Regions from separate parts of the Mus musculus genome. Here region 1 is linked to region 2. The links are chromatin contacts, called in public HiChIP or PLAC-seq maps. All regions are on one chromosome and are shown on one strand. The core of a region is the stretch at or near the end of the contact, and the rest is flanking DNA. Distances in the headings are between cores, read along the strand shown.

Region 1 (2,783 bases), core at 67-2,566, 100 kb after region 2:
GGGAGTTCGTTCCCCAGTCTGGAAACTGCCTAGAACGTCCCCTTTTCTTTCTTAGCAAGTTTTAGATTTGTCTTACATGCTGGTTGCCTTAAGTCCATTCTCAGCCCTGTCACCTCAGGACCTGCCCCAAGCAACTGCAGTGGCAATTTAGTCTGGTGGCACAGGTAGCTCACTGCTAATCATGTGCGGTCTTGGGCACATTCTAAATTCTCTCTCTGAGCCTCAGCTGCCTGGTCTATAAAATAGTGGGACTTGAATCACCCACTCTGGCTGTGTATAAGGGCCAGATGGAAGGACAGTAGTAGTAAGACTGCTGCTGCTCTACATCCGCGTGGTGGTCCCACCAACTGTGGATTGAGAATGTGAGACCCACCAACTGTGGATTGAGAATGTGAGACACACCAACTGTCAGTAGTGAGCATGTGCAGTCTCTTTTGAGTGTGTGTCAGTCATTATTTCTCAAGCAATATAGCTTTCTCATACAGCTTTTACATTGCAGTTATTACGGTGATCTAGAGATGATTGATTGATTTGTTGATTGATTGATTTGTTGATTGATTGGCTGGAGACAAGCACCCTTGGATGGCTTGGATCTGTTGTGAGATCAGACTGGCCTTGAACTCACAAAGAGATCTGTCTGTCTCTTCTTCCTCAGCGCTGTGTACTGTGGCTTGATGATTTAATGAATATGGGAGGTTATTTCTGGATTATGTGCAAATACTGTGCTATTTTACTTAAGGGACCTTGGCAGCTACATATTTTGTTATCTCTGCCAGGCTCTGGGCCTAATCCCCTCTCAGATACTGAGAGATGGCTTTTTATGCCTATCATAGACCCTACAATTAAATAGTCAGCTTTGAAAAGTGTTAATTCTGTCTCATAACAATATTGCTGGCAGTTTTGTATATCTGTGCCTTGGCCACACAACCCAGCCCTTTCTAGAAGTCTTGGGGTGAACTTGACAATAGGAGGGCTGTATGTATGCATGTTTGTTTGTGTGCAAGCACATGGAGAGGCCAGAGTCTGTGTCTCCATTGCTCTCCACCCAAATTTTTAAGATAGGGTCTTCCACTGAGTGGCTGGTTCTAGGAATCCTCCTGTCTCTGCCTCGTCATCACTGGGACTGTAGGCAAGCACCACATGTGTGACTTTTGACTGTTGGGCAAGCACTTCACCAAATGAGCCCTGGGAGAGAGAGCTCCTCCTTGGTGGAGAGGTCCTGCTGAATACCATGGTTTCATAAGCCAGCTATGGCCTCTCAGCCAATAGGAGGGGTTGAGAAAGGAGAGCCTCTAGACTCCAGACTCTGGAGAGGAGGGGGAAACAGAACTGCTCTCAGAACCTCAAACTGCTGGTAATTGGTTCCTCTTTTGTGAGTCTGGGTGGGGAAGGAAAAGAATTATTGTAATTGAAATCCATTCAGGTTTGCATAATAAAACCTTCAGAAATAGATCTGGGGAGGCACTTAGTGTGGGGGATGGGTCAGAAAGAGCCACTTGCCCTTGGGTGCAGTAATATGACTGGCTGCCTCCTTGGATTTATAAAGAATTGCACAGTGTGTATTGTCTCCTTGGTTTTAACTACTTTAGCATAGGCAGGGAGGATAAAAGAACTGGGATCCAGAAATGGCATCTGACCTTTACTTCCTGGCTCTCTTTTAAATTCTTATTAAAATAGGCCCAATTTTCCTTGTATTGCCTCATTAGGTAGGTGAGTTATTGAGTTTGTAGCCGTTCTAGTTAATTGCGCTGTTTTAACATGGTTCCCCTGGAGGCTGTTAAGAGCTTTGAGGGGGTGAGCTCCCAAGCAGTGTAGGTGTGTGGCATGCTTGCTGGGCATGCGCGTACATTTCCACCTTATCCACAGTGACAGTGGTTGATAGCAGGTCAGTGCTTTGAAGACGACTTTTCTGTTGTCAGTGAAGGGTTTTAAGTGATTCTAGTCAACTCCGAATGTCAGGAAACATGTTGATGCCCCAGGCTTCCTGGACTTCTAACACAACAAAAGAACAGGCCAGGCTCCCATGACACTCCTCAGATCCTGCAAGGGTCAGAACAGAAAGGGCATGGCTTCTCGGCAGTCAGACATAAGGGGACTTTGGTCAGCCCAGAGGAAAAGGAAGCACTGTTACAGACTGCGGCTAAGGCATGATGGCATCCCATCCTTTTGTGCAAGCGTAGGATGGAATTAACACTGTGGTTAAAATAGGGCAGAGACCTTAGGATACGGCAGGGCTTGTGTGCACAGGGAAGATAGTGGCCTGCCAATTCTGCAGAGTCTGTCTGCTCTTCCCAGGCCCCAGCTCCATGTTCCCTGCTTCTGCCTGCCCTGCAGCCTCCCTGCTCACTTACACAGGTGTCACTTGCACCACTGGCCTGGGTGCTCCCCTCAAGTCTTTGACCTCCATTTGTCCCTGGCTCCCAGACCTTGATCCTCTTCTGTCTCCCAAGGCCTGGTCAGCACAGCTAATCACCAACAGATACACCCACATATTCAGCAGGCCTCTTCCTGCCCTGCTTCAGCACTGCTCCTGCTGCGCACAGAAGCCAGCATCCCATGTGGACCTCTGTGATTCCCCATGTGCACTTTGTTTTTTAAACTATGACTTCTACCTTATAAAAGTCTCCACCAGCTCTCTCTGTTGCCTTGGCTACCTGTGTCACCTCAGTGAACTTCTCTGCAGCCCTAATATCTAGCTCCTTGAACCCATTTCCTGAGTCCCCTCTGTCTCAAAGGCAGTAAATGAATCAGAACTCCCAGCCTTTAGCAGTCTTTTAGGAAAG
Region 2 (2,943 bases), core at 131-2,630:
TCTCTGTCATGCGTTGTTCTGGGCTTTGAAGATTCGAGGGTGAGGTTGACAAACTCAATCCCAACTTTTAGAGAGTTTGGAGTCCAATTAATGAGGCTGTCAAAACATAAAATGTCAACCATCAAGTACAAAATGACAGATTGAGTCTGTGAACAGTAGAGGAAGTGCTAACAGAGAGAATAATGAGGAGAGGTTGTGGCAGTTTGAGGAATAACAATTTTCTTATGTGTAGTTGGAGGTAGTTGAATGGGGTTTCTGGATGGTGTCTGTTGTAATCCCAGAAGAGGAACGCCTTGACTATCTCTCAATAATGGGCAAATTCCTTCCCCAGGAACCAACCTTTATATATATATAAATGTGTGTATGCGTGTGCTTGTGGGTCTGCACAGAGACCAGAAGAGAGCACCAGATCCCCCAGAACTGGAGTTACAGGCAATTGTGAGCTGTCCAGCATGGGTGCTGGGAACGGAAGTAGACGTCTAGAGAGCAGTAAATGGTTCTAAGCGCTGAGCCATGTCTCCAGACCCCCAGACCCTTTAATACAGCTTGGGTAGACAGGAGATCTTCCAGTTGCCACTGGGTCTTGTGTTAGTGAATACAAAGAAGCCTGGGGGAAAAAAACAAACATGATATCAATGGTTTCTCAGCCACCTATGGCCGGAAGCCATTTTGTAAGCCCAGGGGAAGCATAATGGGAACCCCAAAATGAAATCCACATATACAATTTCAGTATATCTACTAAGTACGCTTAACAAATGAGAGGAAAGTCAAATTCATTTCATAATATATCTTCCTTTACCCAGTAAGTGAAAAAAAAAAAAGGAACCAGTTCAAGTACGAAAAATCCACTGTGCATTTGATTAACACTTAACATCTTTATTAGGACTAGGCACACTTCAAGTGCCCCAGAGCCACATGTGACTAACTATGGGGCGCATAATTTCAAACCTCAGCTCCTTCCTCTCCCTCTTTCCCTCCCTCTTCTCTCCCTGTAGCCCTAGCTGTCCTGGAACTCGTTTCTGTAGACGAGGCTGTCCTCGAACTCAAAACATATGCCTGCGGAGCTCTGCCTGCCTCTGCTTCCCCAGTGCTGGGATTAAAGGCATTCAACACCACCAACAGGCCAACTTCAATTATCTGTGAAATGAGAATGAAAGAACAAAAGTGCCAGTCTCTGGAAGCTCTTTAAGGTTACCCACGAAATGCCAAGCACTCTGCTCTACTCTTGGATAACGGCCTCGCTTTTAGGTTCATCCCCTAAGTATCCGCCCCTTTCCCCGCCCCTTCAGGTTACAGGCGGAAGCAGAATTGTCAAAACGCGGCGCGCTTTACGGCAGCGCGTCCTTTTACGGCAGTGTGGCGGGCTCACCGGCCACGCGCTCTTTTACTCTATTGGTTCTGGGGCCTGGCGCTTTACGGCAGTGTGTCAGGAAAAGCCTCTGAGCGGCCCGTGGTTCGGGAGTTGAGTGGAGGCAACCAGGGTACCCTGTGCTGATTGGGTCCGGAACCATGGACGTGGGCGAACTTTTAAGCTACCAGGTAAGAGCAGTTGGCGAGGCCGGAGGGCTCCTCATCCTCGCTCGGGTAGCAGGGACAGAGTCCCGTCATCTTGCCTCCCCTCGGTCCCTGGCCCTCACTTCTCATGTCACCCGGGCTTGCATCCTGTCATTGCACTTCACTCCCCTAAGCCCTCTGGACCCTTTCGACCCCTTCCTTCTCCAGACCTGAGCCTTGTGATTTCTGTTCCCCACCCGGTAGCCCTCAGCTCCTCTTCCGTCTCGTTTCTACCAATTCACAGGGCTTGGGGAGACAGTTGTGAAGACCCCCGCCCCCCCCCCCCCCCCGGTGTTGAGCCTCAGTTTCTTTACCAAGTGTCAGTGTAGCTTTGGAGAAGTCTTTCTCCCGTCACGGAGTCTCAATTCTTCTTTTAAAATCTATAAAGTGGATGGATGTATGTGAAAGGTCATTTGAAAGTGCAGAAACCTGTGCCCACGTTCCCTGCTATTGTTAAGCTGTTTGGAAGACGGAGCTTGGAATGGGTCGGTAAGAGACCTCTCGACCTCCTTGCTCAGGGTGCTTGTGAGGAACGGGTGACCCAGAGAGAAGAAAGGACTCTCTTGAGGTCACTCAACAGTTACAAAGCTCAAGTGTCCAGACTCCCAACTCAGAGTTTTGTCCCTCTTTTGACTGCCTAACGAGGCTTCTTGTGTCCATCTTTGTTTTCATTAGCTGCAATAGGCGTTGGGACCCATAAACTGTAATTATTCTGAATTAGGAAGTACTGTAATTGTAAATCACACTTCATTTTAAAGACTTAGTATGAAAAAGGTAGTATTTTTATATTGATCACAGATCCTTGATCATATTGATTGAATATGTATGAGGCCATAATATGATGGAGCAGACTTTGGGTGATGGATGAAATAAAAAGTGGGTAAGCCAACCTTATCCACTTGCATTTTGTTCAAGGTGTGATGTTTTAAAAGTGATAGCTTTGCAGTCAAGAGTAGGCAGTGAGAACCTGTGAACTTGAGTTTAAAAGTGATAGCTCTAGGCCGGGCGTGGTGGCTCGTGCCTTTAATCCCAGCACTTGGGAGGCAGAGGCAGATGGATTTCTGAGTTTGAGGCCAGCCTGGTCTACAGAGTGAGTTCCAGGACAGCTAGGGCTATACAGAGAAACCCTGTCTCTAAAAAAAAAAAAAAAAAAAAACTCAAAAAACCCCCAAAACCAACAACAACAAAAAAGTGATATCTCTGCAGGCCAGAGTAGGCGGTAAGAACCTGTGAACCTGAGCTGTTAGCCATGGCTGCCTTGAATCTCAGTGCCTGAAAGTTGGGAGGGAGGCAGCGGCCAGTGGGTCACTGAGTTCCAGGCCAGCCAGGGGTACATACTGAGACACCCCACCACCACTACAATAAAATAAAATAAAAGGCCTGGATTTG

Evidence for each region. HiChIP or PLAC-seq counts read pairs in DNA pulled down with a chosen protein or histone mark.
Region 1: an H3K27ac HiChIP or PLAC-seq map of embryonic stem cells shows a contact between it and region 2, with 9 read pairs. The contact joins the enhancer-like site here to the promoter of Ctnnbl1 in region 2. A contact is called at or near these places in 3 of 39 promoter capture datasets (embryonic stem cells, frontonasal cranial neural crest and hippocampal neurons), 1 of 484 Hi-C or Micro-C datasets (nephron progenitors), 5 of 115 datasets of contacts at active chromatin or transcription factors (bone marrow-derived macrophages and embryonic stem cells) and 2 of 9 other capture datasets (embryonic stem cells and pancreatic islet).

Annotation. Positions count from the first base shown.
Region 1 is chr2:157,839,490-157,842,272 of GRCm38.p6, forward strand. All of the region lies in intron 11 of Ctnnbl1 (catenin, beta like 1), which reads left to right. Among named protein-coding and RNA genes, the nearest start is that of Vstm2l, 74 kb to the right of the region's middle. Within about 2 kb of position 1,317, at least 53 of the 459 cell types and tissues checked have an H3K27ac peak or open chromatin away from gene starts, as enhancers often do. A contact at or near this core is called in embryonic stem cells, where this site is marked.
Region 2 is chr2:157,736,021-157,738,963 of GRCm38.p6, forward strand. Ctnnbl1 (catenin, beta like 1) reads left to right here and starts at 1,381. Exons shown (of 16, transcript NM_025680.4): 1 at 1,381-1,539. The coding sequence starts at 1,510.